3 separate regions of the Rattus norvegicus genome follow, and all the other regions are linked to region 2. The links are chromatin contacts, called in public Hi-C maps. All regions are on one chromosome and are shown on one strand. The core of a region is the stretch at or near the end of the contact, and the rest is flanking DNA. Distances in the headings are between cores, read along the strand shown.

Region 1 (4,295 bases), core at 1,219-3,718, 390 kb after region 2:
TAATGTATATGTATACATGTATGGGTCTATGTACGATGTATATATGTATAATGATATATGATGCCACATAATATAAGTGTACATATAGCATATTTATATGTATATATAATATTAAACATATGCACCACGAGGGTAGCCAAGATGCAAGCTCCCTTGCATACTATGAAAGTTACAGTATGATGCATAGATACATATGTAGATAATAATTTATAATAATCTGTAAGGAATGTGATCATAAAGCTTTTCCTTCTTTACTGAGATACTCCAGAGTAATAGGGGTCCTATTAATAATAGCATATACCTGTAATCATAGTACTTGAGAAGAGGAGGAGTTCAAGATCAGCCCAGGTATTTAGCAAGCTCAAGACCAGCCTGGGCTACAGAAATCCTTTTAAAAACCTAGAGAATGTGGTTAGGGAGATGTTAGGGAGACAGCTTCGATAGTAAAATATTTGTTGCACTTGATAAAGGATCTGAGTTTGATCTCCAGCACCCCCAGGGTGTTTGTGTGGTACATGCTTGTTGACAAGTGGAAATAGGAAGATTCTCTGGGACTCAATAGCCAGCTGGTATAAAACGTAGGGCTGGAGAGATGGCTCAGCAGTTAAGATGAGTACTATTCTTTCAGAGGACCCAAGTTCCGTTGCCACACCCATGTCAGGAAGCTCACAGTTACAGGTAACTCCAGCTCCAGGGAATATAAAACCCTCTTCTGGCCTCCTATAGCACCTATATTCACATGCACTTACCTGTACATAGATATACATATATACATAAATAAAAAGTCTGGAGCAGATGAGATTCCTCAGCGGTTAAGAGCACTGGCTGCTCTTCCAGAGGTCCAGAGTTCAATATATATATATACGCATACATGTAGGTAAAATACTCATACATAAAAGTGAATAAAATAAGGCAGGGTGGGTGTGCACACTCTTACCCCCACATTCAGGATGCTAAGGCATGTGAATATTTATGAGTTGTAGGACCACCTGGTCATGTCTGCTCCAGGCCAGCCAAGGTTACATACTGAGAGCCTCATCAAAACAAAACAACAAAATACCAAACCAACTCCAAAATGAAAAACAAAAGTGGAGTGGGGTGGGATGGAGAGGGAGAGAGAGAGAGGGGGGGGGGAGAAATAGTTCAATGAGAGATAGTTCATTAAAAGCTCTTGTTACTTTATTGCTCTTGCTGAGGACTCAGGTTCAATTCCCAGTACCCGTATGATGGCTCACAATCATCTGTAACTCCAGTTCCTGGCAATCCATCAGGCATGGGTATGGTGCACATACATACGTGCAGGCAAGACATGCATTCACACTGGGCAGTGGTGGTGCATGCCTTTAATTCCAGCACTCAGGAGGCAGAGGAAAGTGGATCTCTGTGAATTTGAGGCCAGCCCGTTCTACAGAGTCAGTTCTAGGACAGCCAAGACTACACAGTGAAACACTGTCTCAAAAACAGGACAAAAACCCAAAAACTAACCAACCAACCATAAACCATTCATATACAAGTAAATGGATAAATTTACAAAAATTAAAGCAACAACAATAATAATGTGAGGGGCTGGAGAGATAGGTGGCTTGGCAGTTAAAAGTACTTACTGTTCTTGCAGAGGGCCTGAGCTTGGTTCCTAGCACCCACACTGGTTGTCTCTTAATTGCCTGTAACTCCAGCTTTAGGGGATCCTATGTCTCTGGCCCCATGGGAACCTGCATTTACATGCACCCGCCTCCTCCTCCACTACATAATTAAAAACAATAAATCTTTAAAAGAAAACTCTAAAAATATTTTTTAAACGAGGTGAAGATAAAAGGTGGAAGACAGCTGATGTGACTTTCCACACACACCATGCATAGTCACATGAAGACATATATACACAACTCAGAGTATTCCACATCGAAACCGATAATAAGTGGGGAAACAGAGGCCTAAAAAAAGATGAGACTGAGTCTTAGGTTACAAAGGTGGGATATTAGGGGCGATATGCCAAGACTCTATAGGAGCAACTGCAGTTAAAATCGGTTAAGTGAGGAACAAAACCCCTTGAGAAGCAGAGAAGGGGCGTGGCCTACGCAGGGGCGTGGCCGAACAGGACAAGCTGAAGTTCCAGGTACTAAGAGGCGGGGCTTGACTGGGTCAGGCCGAAACGCCTAGAACAGAGGCGGGGATATGAGTATAGGCGGGGCCTATGTCTGGGAGGGGAGGAGCTCGCCACGAGAGTGTCGTATTCGCTAAGGTACTTAGAGGAGCTAGGGGGCGGGGCTTATAACAAAAGCGCGAATGTAGGGGCGTGGCAAGGAGAAAGGCTTAGTAGACAGAGGCGGAGCTAAGTGCCGCATCCGCCAAGGGGTGCTGCTTAGAACTGGGCAAACAGCTTGGGGTGAGGCACTTCCGAGTGAGATCTGCGTATTTCCGGCAAAGATGGCGGCGTCCAACAGAGTCAGGTGCAGGCGAGTCTGTCTTTAGGCGTGGTGGCCGCTCTAGACCGGGCAAGGTGAGATCAGCCCCACTGGGGCGCCCCTCTTCAAAGGCAAGGAAGGAGACTTGTTGCTAAGGAGACTGAGGGAAGACTTGTTGCCACGGAGGCGGGGCAGTGGGGTTGCTAAGAGACAAGGACGCAAGCTGGGGAGCTTGGGGGAGCTCGTTGCCAGGGAGTGGGTGGGGCCTGTTGCTAGGGAGTAAGGAGGGACGTCGGATTTGGGGAAGGGTCCTGTTGGTATGAAGGAAGGAAAGGGGGCTATGGTTAAGGTGGTTGCAGCCAGAATGCTTTGGGATCAGGAGGAGACTCCTAACACCTTCAAAACTCCACCTTTTCAGCAGACCTTAAGGAATCGACCCATCCCGACGCCAGAGCTGCCTCACCGGTGACCATCAATTTCTTTTCAACACATTCTTCCTTCACAGACAGTCCATGGCAGACAAAGGCTCAGGGGGCAGTCGCCTCCCCCTCGCACTGCCTCCGGCCTCCCAGGGTTGCTCGTCAGGGAGCAGTGGCTCCTCGGCGGGGGGCTCAGGCAACCCTCGCCTTCCACGGAACCTCCAAGGCCTGCTGCAGATGGCTATTACTGCGGGCTCTGAGGAACCAGACCCTCCTCCAGAACCCATGAGCGAGGAGGTAAAGTATGAGAACCTAAGAACCTTGGATGAGAGTCCTGGGGATATTAGTGTCTTAGGAAGAGTGGTTAAGTGAATTAGAAGCTGTTGTCTTCCTGGGTGTGAGCAAGAGTCTAAATGTGGCATCATGGTAGGCTGAAGGTCAGCTGTGAAGTGTCTGAACACAGCCTTTTACTGGGAGGCAGGATCAGTCTGGGTTTTCTGGACCCAGGTAGAACTAGATTCAGCCTTGTCCTCACAAGTATGACCTTGGGTATACTTTCCAATCCTAAAGTTTACAATCCTAAAGTTTTCATCATTTTTTTAATTGATGGTGATAATAATAGCAATGATAGTGTTTCATCAGGCAGTTTTTTTTTTCCGGAGCTGGGGACTGAACCTAGAGCCTTGCGCTTGCTAGGCAAGCGCTGTACCACTGAGCTAAATCCCCAACCCCTATCAGGCAGTTTTGATGTTCTAGTTTTTACTGACCAGTACACAGTATACTGTATAGTTGGGCATGGCCAGTTGCCAACCATGACCTTGGTTGGGCAAGTCATATCCTTTCTCTGTCTCTGATTTTTTTTTTTTTTTAATTTATGGAATAGCCATAATCAAACCTGACAGAATTGTCTTGAAGGTTGATAGGAATTTTACATGTAATTTCTTTTTAGCTGACATTTATGATACATAGAGTATTACAGTAACTCAGTTAAGTTATAGAAACATTTATACAAGTTGTATCATTAAATCTTTATGACACAAGAAGGAAACGGGCACAGAGCAATGAGATATTTATCCTGGAGTGTGATTTCAAAGCCTTACAGCCTCTTCCCCTTTTCTTTCCTGTTTTGAGATTGTGTCTCGCTGGGGATTTAGCTCAGTGGTAGAGCGCTTACCTAGGAAGCGCAAGGCCCTGGGTTCGGTCCCCAGCTCCGAAAAAAAGAACCAAAAAAAAAAAAAAAAAAAAAAAAAAAGAGATTGTGTCTCATACAGACCAGGCTAGCCTAAATGACCTTACCCTTCCCACCTTCCTGTGCCCTTCCCCCACACCTCCTAAATCCTGGGCTTACAGGTGTGTGCTATGCTAGCCATTTCAGTCTTGAAGCTCCCTTTTGGGGACAGTATAGTGTCTGATCTTCCTCTGGGCTCCCTTGTCTTGTTCTCGTGCCATTTGCTGATTTCTCCTCATTCTCTAC
Region 2 (4,871 bases), core at 2,027-4,526:
ATTTCCTTAATTCCAAAGTACCACTGATCTCTCAACCATCAACCCCCCACCCACCCATACAGATGAACACAGCCAGGAGTGATGAGACATGTGGCAGGCTGACACAAGAAAATGAAGGGTTGGAGGCTAGTGAGTTAAATGAGATACATACTCAAAAACTCTAACAGGTGTATCCTAAAAGTACTGACTTCTGAGACTGGCAGTAGGAAAAAGCAATAAGAGAAATTTCATAGTAGATTTTAAACACACTCTACATTTATATTATGTATTTTTCTGTTGCAGTAAGTAAATTTTGAAATATTTAACTCAACTACTAATACTAAAAAAACACCTCAGGAAAAACATAACCAAAACATAACCAACCTTGAGATACTTCTATCTGAATCTGCAAACAGACTATTGTCGCTTGCATTTAATTGTCACTAGTGCTTTGGAAAATCTGTCAGAAGCTCATAAAGCAGATAAGGAAACTGAGGCACAGGGAGATCATGACTTGCTCAAAGCCCAACAGCTGGGCAACAGTGAAGCCAAGACTGAAATTGTAATGCCACTAAGTTAGGTACCAGGCTGTAGTCTCAAACGAAGACCAAGCAGAACACTCATTACAGAGTCTGGGTTCAACTACTAACAGCAAAGAATGTGCATGTACATGTAAAGAATAAAATAATCAAGAGCTAGACAGGGGCAAGAACTGTGGAATATTGAGACAAGCACAGCTCTGGCTCCACACCAGGAAGAGGGGCTACTTACAAATCCCAAATGTCTTCCCTCCCGCTAAGTCTCAAAAGCAAAAACAACAAACTCCAAAAATGACATGACAACACCAGGTGTCTAGGACACAAACTTCCTGTAAACTTAGGGAACTAAGAAGGGGGCTAAAGCTAAGAGATACAGTGAGTCTGGGTCAGAGACAAATACCCACAGGCAGGCAAGGTGACAAGATGGTCAAGCTTTCTTCCAGCAAGGCAAGAACCTTCTCCCACATACTGATGCTGGACCGTTAAAAGGAAACTTCATTTGCTCAAAATGCTATACTCTAGCTGTCTTATGCACATAGCTCCAATAATCGACCCTTATAGGCTGGGTCTCAGGCCCCGTTGCCAACATCAGAAGGGACACTCTAGAACTAGTATCACAGCCTCAAAAAACAGCTAAAGCAGCTCCACTTGAACCACCTGAACCACAAGGAACTGGCTTTGCAGTCAGAGCTCTACACAAAAGCAGGAACTTAGCTTTAACATCCAGTTTTTCTTTCTTTGAATGAAGGTCACATCTACATTACCAAGGTCTTATAGGAATAACATTTGGCATCCACTTTCCCCACCCTTCTACAACTCGACACCAGTCTAGTTAGGTATTTAGCATAATCCAAGCCACACAATCTATATACACTCTGCTCCATTTAAACTCAGCTCCAGCTTTCCACTGACTAATGCCTGGAGCTTTTTTTCTTAAGAGAAAAAACAAAAACTTTATAAGCCCTAGTTTACTGCTCAATAAACAGAAAGCTAGTATGTCCTCAGAAGGCTGTTACAAATGATTCACTTAAGACTGTTTAGAGCATGATGGTGGCTCAAGTCTCATGCAGAAGGCAGAGGCAGGAGAACCTCTGTTGAGTAGGACAAGTTCAAGGACTCAAGGACAGCTGGGGCTATACAGAGAAACCTTGTGGAAGGAAGGAAGGAAGGAAGGAAGGAAGGAAGGAAGGAAGGGAGGGAGGGAGGGAGGGAGGGAGGGAGGGAGATTTTAAGAGTTTAACAAATTTCCTTGCCCTGACACATGGTAAGGCCTGAGTTTAATCACAACTATAGTCAGTATGTACCACCATTACTAATTTCAAAAACCCAGTAAACAGAGCAGTGATGATCAGCATACACCTAACAAATTACCATACATAAAGATATTTGAACTCAGGTATATTCAATTTCTAAGGCCTATACTTTTAAACAGTACACTACTCAAAGCAGAAAAGCTCAACAAGGGCACTCAGAATAATTACTTTTTCCACATGTACTGTTTCAACTACTCTCTCAATTCCAGCTTCATTTCGAAGAATTCTGAAGGTCTCACCGAATGCCCCAACACAAGGCAGCTTAAGTCTCAATCCTTAAGAAATTTGAGCTCTTCAGTCTCAAAAAAGGAGGTTGTAGAGATGTCTTATATCTTATATATAACTCAACTCTTTCCTCGGGATTCCTAAATCCATCAGCACCAACATAGCCTGACTGCCTTTCTGATCCAAATTCATAGTACAGGATCTTACTTTAGGAGCACCTGCCTCTACTAACCTACTAATGGGCCAGCTCCCTACTTCCCATTTGCTTGACTATTTTATTATTATTTTATTATCCCTACAGTATGATTGGATTTAGGTGTCCGAGTTTGGAATGATACAGGACCTGGGCTTTGCCTAAAACCAAAAGGTTTAGGGAGTGTTAGGGATATGAAAAACAGATGTCGGCCGCCCAAACTCCAAGGCATATATGATTTATGCTCAGCAGGGGCACAAAGAACGCAGAGACTTCCCTCTTTGGCGGGCAAACAGGTGTAGGACACATTTTTATCTAAGACGCCACAAAACCGGAGGCTGAGACAGAAACATCGAGACAGGAGAGTTCTGGAGAAATCGAAAAGTATGAACAGGCTCGAAACCTACAAGCACCTAGTGATTGCAGCGCCAGTCCACGTGAAGGAGGGGGGGGGAGAGAGTGTGCTTCACCACCGCCATTTTGGAAACAAAGGGGGCGTGGAGAAAGGAAAAGTACGCCCGACCGGAAGCGGAAGTGCGAAGGCAGCAAAAGAAAAAGAATTGAGACCTAAATTCATGTCTTTCTCAAGTAAAAGACAAAAATTTAAAACAACAACAAAAAAGATGCACAAAGAGGAATGCGGCGCGCCCTCAATGCGCCTACTTGACAAAACGCGCCGCCTCCACCGAGACCACGTGGGCGCGGGATATTGCGGCGCGCACGCGCCGTGAGCCTCGCCCGCCACCCCTTCCCTCAGCGCCAAGGGGAGGTCACGTGAGCTAGGCGCGCGCGGCACGGGGGGGGGGGTAAATCGTGCGGCCCTAGGGAAGGGAACAAGAGAAATGGCAGGGGGGGCGCACAGGGCGAAGCAAGAAGCCACCCCACAACCCCAGCGCCCTCACCTTGTTTATTCTCGTTGAGCTGCCGCTCGAACTCGTCGAAGTCCGACATGCTTAGGCGGCCGCGTAGGGCCCTGTGCAGCTCTCGCCTCGCCTTGCCGCCCGCCCGCTCCGGCTACTTCCGCCGCTGGCTTCGGCTACTTCCGGCCCCCGCCGGCACTCCGTCGCCTACCTAAGCAAGCCCCAAGCCCCGCCCCGTCCCGACTCCACCCCCTCGTCCCGCCCGCCCCACCCCCCCTCGAACTTCCCCGAGCTCAGATCCGAAGCCTGTCGGCTATTCTCGGAGAGAGAAGTCTGCAGACGACGGTCGCCCTCGAAATCACCCGAAGCGAGGATTTTTGCCGGCTGCCCAAGTTGCGGTAACTTTTCGGAGACTAGCGTTTCAACGTTCGGAGGATTCCGTGGGTCCTCGCGTTCCCCTACACCAGCCTCCTCTAAAGATACGGGTTTTCCTACAACTCAAACCGTCTCAGTCTCTGGCCGCCTCTGGAAATTAGTCCCACCCCTCGCCGACCCTGTTCAAGCGGTCAGTCACTTCCAACAATCCTAACCGTCCAGGCCTTCGGCTCTTCCGAAGGTTTCCAGCGCTCGCTCACCGCCCCTCTAGAGATTAAACCCGATTGTAATCTTCGGCTCTTTCCGGAGGTTCGACAGGGTCACTCCGCCCCTTCCGGAGAATATCGTTCCCTTCCGCCACTGCTTCAGGAAGGCCTCCAGCACGGAGGGGGGGAAATTCGGCTTTTTCCGCTGTTGTTTCGGCTCCTTTCGGCTTAAAGAACCGAAAAGGGAGGGAGGACAGATGAGAGGTGGGCCAGATGGCTATAGTGGACGGGGCGGAGTCTCAGCTTTGGCACTTAGCTCTCTAGAAAACTGAAAAAACTGACCTCGCGGAAGGCCAGAGAAGGTGTACGGGACAATAGCAGCCAGTTGAACAAAGGGTGTTCGAGGACGCGGCGGAGGTTGTTAGCGCAGCTTGGGACTCCTGCGCACAGTGATTTGAGAGGGGTTTCTGCGCCTGCGTAGCGGTCAGAGGCACGTTTTTCTCCGCTCTCGGGAGGATCCGCCATTCTAAATCCACATTGCGCGTGCGCACGATCTCCTCCAACATACCTCTACCCCCACCCCCAACCTTAGCCCCGTAGACACTAACTTCAAGACGGTTTAACCAGCCTGCCCTCTCCCGGTTGCCATGGCAATCGCGTTAAATCGTCCGCCCCTGCTCCTGCTGCGCAACCGCAGAACGTGCCACCTACGAGAAATCTAACCCCGGGCGGACGGAAACGAGTCTACACAGCGCCCCCTGGTACCTCCATGGGGCCGGCTCAACTAGAGGTCATTGAATCAATTCCCCAGCCGGTGCATTTTAAAAGTCGGCTTACCTCAAAGTTTCTCCAGAAAGAGGCTGCTGCTCCGCTTCCCACCTCTGCCTCCTGGGGCTAATTACACCCTGTCCTCCCCAACCTCTCTAGAGGCCTCTGCCTGAGCGCTCCCGTCCCGGTCTCCGTGGCGACGGCCACCCCTTCCCAGCACATCCCCTTTCTAGTAAGATCTAGGGCCCAGTTTATTGAAAATTTTCATGTCTCTTTAATTTAAACTCTCAGAATAATGCTCTGTCTTCGCGTGGGATGCAGATGGGCTACTCCTGGCTAGGGAGGCAGAGCTGGCAGCCCTTGCGGAGTGAAATGGAGGTGGGGTGCCTAACGTGTGCGGCCGAGAGACCGGG
Region 3 (4,782 bases), core at 20-2,519, 280 kb after region 2:
TAGCTCCAGCTAGGCAGAGTCAAGAACCCAGGCCTACATCCAGTCCCTCAGCTGTCCCCTTGCCCTAAGGATCCATCCATTACTCACCATACGCAGATCAGGGCGGTACTTGTTTTTTCGGATCATGTGCCTGATGCTGCTGAGGGTAGCCCGAGCATTCTTGTTGATGGTGGTCCTCACGTAGGAAGTGGCAGGTTTTCGCTGACCTGTTAAGGAGAGACTAGGAATCAAGTCCATCTGCATACGCCCTTGATGAAACACAGCCTCACCGAAGAACATGCTCACTCTTACTCGACTGTCTTTCCACCAGCCCATTCACTACACTCCCTAAGTGGTCGCCATAGGTCGATCTCAACCAAGTCCTGTGAAAAACCCATTCCTCTTTAAAACTCCCAGATACAGCAGGAATATAGTAGTACAAGCCTTGAATTCCAGCACTCAGAAAGCAGAGTCAGGTTGATCTGAGTTAGAGATCAGCCTGGTCTACAAGAGTTCCAGGACATTACCGTCGTCTATATAGAGAAACTGTAAGTTTCTCCACTTTTGGACTTTTAACTAGGAAGTCAGAGGAAGGACAGGAGCTCTGGGAAAAAAAGGGAGAGCTACTGTGTGCAAAGGCTCACCGGATCTGCGTTTCATAACCACCACGACCCCTTTGCCATCAGCCGCAGGCTCCACTCCGACCGTCTTGCGGTGAATTAGCCCGTTGTAGCGGAAGGAGTTTCGGGCCTTCAGATTATTGGGCTCCTGGGGAATAAATTTAGAAGACGGTTAAGGCCCGGATATGCCAAAGAGGCAGAGTGCCTTCTCCCACACGGGCCACACTTACCGTGCTGTACGTCTGCTTATTCCTCTTGATCAAGAAACTGGAGCAGTTCCGAACGACCATCCATTGCAGATGCGCGGACATGGCGGCGACTAGGGAGAAACCGGACACACGAAAGATGTCAAATAGAGAAGCATGCCGTGGATAGGCGTCTAGGTAATCGGAAGCACGGTTGGGAGAAAACGAGCAAGAGCTTTGCAAGGCCGGAATGAGTGACCAAAGGAGGTAGGCCGAACTAAGACCGCGGAGGCTGAGAAAGGAGGGGAAGGGACGCTGAGGCCCCACTTCCGGCGAGGAATAAGGACTATGAACGGCCCTTGGGTACGAGGAGAGAAAACACAGGCTGGAAACCCAGGCGGTGGGCGCGAGATGGCGGCCACGCGGGACGGACAGAGGACTCACGCTCACCTCCTCTCCCTGCGGCGGCCGGAGACGGAAAGAAAGACACTAGGGGCGGGGCGACACCTTTAAAATGACAACGCATTTCCGCTTCCTCCGGTGGCGCTCTTGAAATCCGCCACCCAGCTTTCTCCGATCCTTGGGTTCCGCCTCCGAGTCTTTTTGACTCGGGAACCTTCGGAAATCTTCGTCTGTAGATCCCAGCGAGTTCTCGCGGTGGCACGATGCTGCTGGTCGGAAGTTTTCGAACTTCGTCACTGGGTTTTCGTGAAGTTCCAAAAGCAGAGATCTGGAGAACTATTTCTCCGCCGCATCACCCTGGTCTGTTCAATTAGCACTTAGCACTAGATGATGGGCACTAATAAATATTTTGAAAAAAGGGTTTTGCACCCTTGTCTAGTAGATTCCGAACTTATCCTCCCACCTCAGCCTTATGGATGCAAATATTGAGGATTCCAGAACTGTATCATTACGTGGGGCTTAATTGATTTTAAGATTTATTTATTTTTTAAAAAGTATTTATGTTTACTTATTTCTTATTTGCTATTCATTGGTGTTTTGCCTGCATGTATGTCTGTGTGAGGGTGTTGGATACCCTGGAACTAAAGTTACAGCAGTTGTGAACTTCCCGGTGGGTACTGAGAATTGAACCAGCGTTTTCTGGAAGAGCAGCAGCTAGTGCTGTTAATCGCTGAACCATCTTTCCAGTCCCAACTTAATTAATTTTTTGTAATATGTATGAGGGCTTGCTTGCTTGCTTTCTCCTGTCCTTTCTTTTTAAGCCCGGATATATGTATGGATGCTATGTGCTCGCCTGGTGCCTGGATTTAGTTAGACAGTTGTGAGTGCTGGTAATAAAACCTGGGTCCTCTGAACCACTGCGTCTTCTTTGCAACCCCAGATTTATTTACATTTAATTATGATGTATGGGGATGTTGTGTTAACATATGAAATGCAAGTCCAAAAGAAATCATTGATCCCAGGGAACTAGAGTTACAGGCAGTTTGTGAGCTGCCTCACGGGAACTGGTAACCAAACCCAGGCCCTTTGCAAGAATGGATCTTTAACCACTGAGAGCCATCACTCCTGTCCTCAAGACTTGTTCTTTAAATGGATGCATGAACGATTTTAAAGATTTTTCTCTGGCATGGAGTCTTCAGATGGTTCCATTACTCTTCTTGACTGTCCCCCACACAAACACCAGTGCCCAATGGACCATTTTCAGACCTCTCTAAAAATGTACTGCTGTCTAATAACTTGATTCTCTCATGCCTGGTTCTTTCTATGCAGAAACACTCCTTATGTCTGTCCTCAGCGATACCTGGCCAATCCTGGCAGCTTTCTAATTTTATTTGTGAGTACACTGTCACTGTCTTTAGACACACCAGAAGAGGGCATCGATGGTTGTGAGCCACCACATGGTTGCTAGGAATTGAACTCAGGACCTCTGGAAGAACAGTCAGTGCTCTTAACTGCTGAGCCTTCTCTCCAGTCCACCACAATCATTCTTAATATTTTATTAGCATTTAATTATGCATAAAGTGGGTTTATATGGCATTTTCCTATATGTATATAATATATACTCCCTTCTCCCACCACAGCTAATCTGTATGTGTGTGTCCAAGTGAGTTTCCTTTATGTTACTTATAGGCTCATGGATGGGAGTTTGTTTACAGGGGTACCAATGGCTGCACCAGTGTAGAAAATGTCATTTTCTCTTCCATCATCCTGAGTTTTCTCCAACTCTGAAACTACATTAAGTCTTGGGAGAACCTAGACAGAACTGTCTTGAAGTTTCCCACCCCAGGGGAGAATGGACTCACCTAAGTGTAGATGTGTGGAAGATCAGGACTTTCCTGTAACAGCTGTTGGTTCCCCAGAGTTTTCCCCATGGCTTGACCCAACCATTTGCCTGTGCCATGCTGCCTCCCAGCTCCAGAGTGCCCTAATGCCCTAATTGGAATGGACCCATTAAATTCTCCCTCAGTCAAAGCCATATTCAGGGATCAGCTTCCAGAGTAGGACATTTTTTCCTAGAAGCATTTATCAACAACAACAAAAAGGCCACAGTTTTGGGTTGGTTTGACTTGAGACAGGGTTTCTCTGTGTTGCCTTGGCGGTCCTGGATCTCGTTCTATAGACCAACCTGGCCTGAACTCTGAGATCTGCCTCCCAAGCGCTGGGACTAAAGGCATGGGCCACCACTCTCAAGCTAAAGCTACAATTTCCCTGCCACTTCCTTTCTATGACACTTGGACACTTCAGAAACTGGCTGGGAACTCGAGGGCAGGTCGTGTCAGGTTAACATCTGAGCACTAACAGAACCCTGAGCTAAGTATATTGTGTTCACATGCTGTCAGCCAGCACCCGGGAGATGGGTTCATTGTAGATCCACCCTTGGTTCACAAGAGATCTCAAAAGACAAGCAAGGAGACAGCAGCTTCAGGGCTCTGGCTGCTCCAGAGAATGTCTTTTTGTGCTGTGCAGGGCATGCTAGGCAAGCACTCCATCAAGGGAACTACAATCCCAGCGTGTTCGGTTTTTTTGTTTCTGATCCCAATTTTGGTTTACCATGGGCCTAGTGGCCCAGGTGGCCCCCGGGTGGCGGGCACTAAGTAGAAACGCCATCTAGCTAGCTGTATTTTGCCACCCTGAAGTTTGGCCCTAGTCACCTGGCCTGCTTAATGGACAGGGTCGTGCACCACAGATCCTCCCAGACCTCAGTCATATAGAGCATCATCCGGGCCACCAGGTCCAGGCTGTAAGCTCAGGTGACCATGCAGCCACTGGGCACACCTGGCGCCGGGCCCTAACTCCGCCCCGGGCAGCCGCACCCCGGGACGCTGTCGGGGAGCAAGCGGCGGCGGGCCACCGAGGGCCATGGCGGCCGCATCACCGGTGTGCGGCTCGCAGGCGTCCGCAGCCTGCGCTTCAACACCCGCGACCGCACCGGCTCCAGCGGCCGGCCTGGGTCGCTGCCGCATGGCGCTGCTGCTGGCCGTGGCCTTGGACGTGGCGGGTATGGCGGCGCTGCTGACCGGCGTGTTCGCGCAGCTGCAGGTGCGCGGCCGCGACTTCGGGGACCTGCTCATCTACTCCGGGGCGCTGCTGGTTTTCCTGAGCCTGCTGGGCTGGATTCTCTGGTACACCGGCAACATCGAGATCTCGCGCCAGGAGCTGGAGCGCGACTATGGCCTGCGGCCTTCGGCGATTGCCCGCCTAGCGCGCAAGCTGTCCCGCCGCTGGTCGGCGCCCGCCACCGCCAGTCCCCGTACCACAGCCGGTCTCCGCTCAGCGCGCAGAGCGGCCCGCACGCCCCAGCCGTCCGCCTCCGGCTCCCGCCGAGTGCGTCTGCAGCTCGCCACGCTTGAGGCGGGGCCCGGGACGGCGGGCACAGGCAGCGAGTGAGCCACAGGTGAGGACACGTAGAAAGAGTGAGAGATGTGGGGAGACAGACACGTCGCTGAAAGGGGAAACTGGAGGGAAATGAGACGGAGATAGCAGAGACACGGAAGGATGGGTGGGACAAGGTTAAGAGTCACAGCACACCCTCCTTC

The links. Hi-C and Micro-C count contacts between places; a contact is called where the count stands out from the background.
Region 1: a Hi-C map of psoas muscle shows a contact between it and region 2, with 2.2 times the contacts expected there. The contact joins the promoter of Hspbp1 here to the promoter of U2af2 in region 2. A contact is called at or near these places in 2 of 12 Hi-C or Micro-C datasets (mammary epithelial cells and psoas muscle) and 1 of 1 datasets of contacts at active chromatin or transcription factors (oligodendrocytes).
Region 3: a Hi-C map of liver shows a contact between it and region 2, with 4 times the contacts expected there. The contact joins the promoter of Rpl28 here to the promoter of U2af2 in region 2. A contact is called at or near these places in 2 of 12 Hi-C or Micro-C datasets (liver and mammary epithelial cells).

The regions. Positions count from the first base shown.
Region 1 is chr1:78,191,950-78,196,244 of GRCr8, forward strand. It overlaps Hspbp1 (HSPA (Hsp70) binding protein 1), which reads left to right and starts at 2,469. Exons shown (of 8, transcript NM_139261.1): 1 at 2,469-2,497; 2 at 2,821-3,118. The coding sequence starts at 2,915. It overlaps LOC108349434 (a long non-coding RNA gene), which reads left to right. Exons shown (of 3, transcript XR_001835671.3): 3 at 1-127. It also overlaps a transcript of Brsk1 not described here.
Region 2 is chr1:77,804,015-77,808,885 of GRCr8, forward strand. It overlaps U2af2 (U2 small nuclear RNA auxiliary factor 2), which reads right to left and starts at 3,277. Exons shown (of 12, transcript NM_001427198.1): 1 at 3,152-3,277. The coding sequence starts at 3,200. Ccdc106 (coiled-coil domain containing 106) reads right to left here. Exons shown (of 6, transcript NM_001400938.1): 6 at 4,709-4,871.
Region 3 is chr1:78,082,263-78,087,044 of GRCr8, forward strand. It overlaps Rpl28 (ribosomal protein L28), which reads right to left and starts at 1,270. Exons shown (of 5, transcript NM_022697.3): 1 at 1,235-1,270; 2 at 830-918; 3 at 624-747; 4 at 88-206. The coding sequence starts at 910. It overlaps Tmem238 (transmembrane protein 238), which reads left to right and starts at 3,618. Exons shown (of 2, transcript NM_001400949.1): 1 at 3,618-4,640. The coding sequence starts at 4,106. The coding sequence ends at 4,633.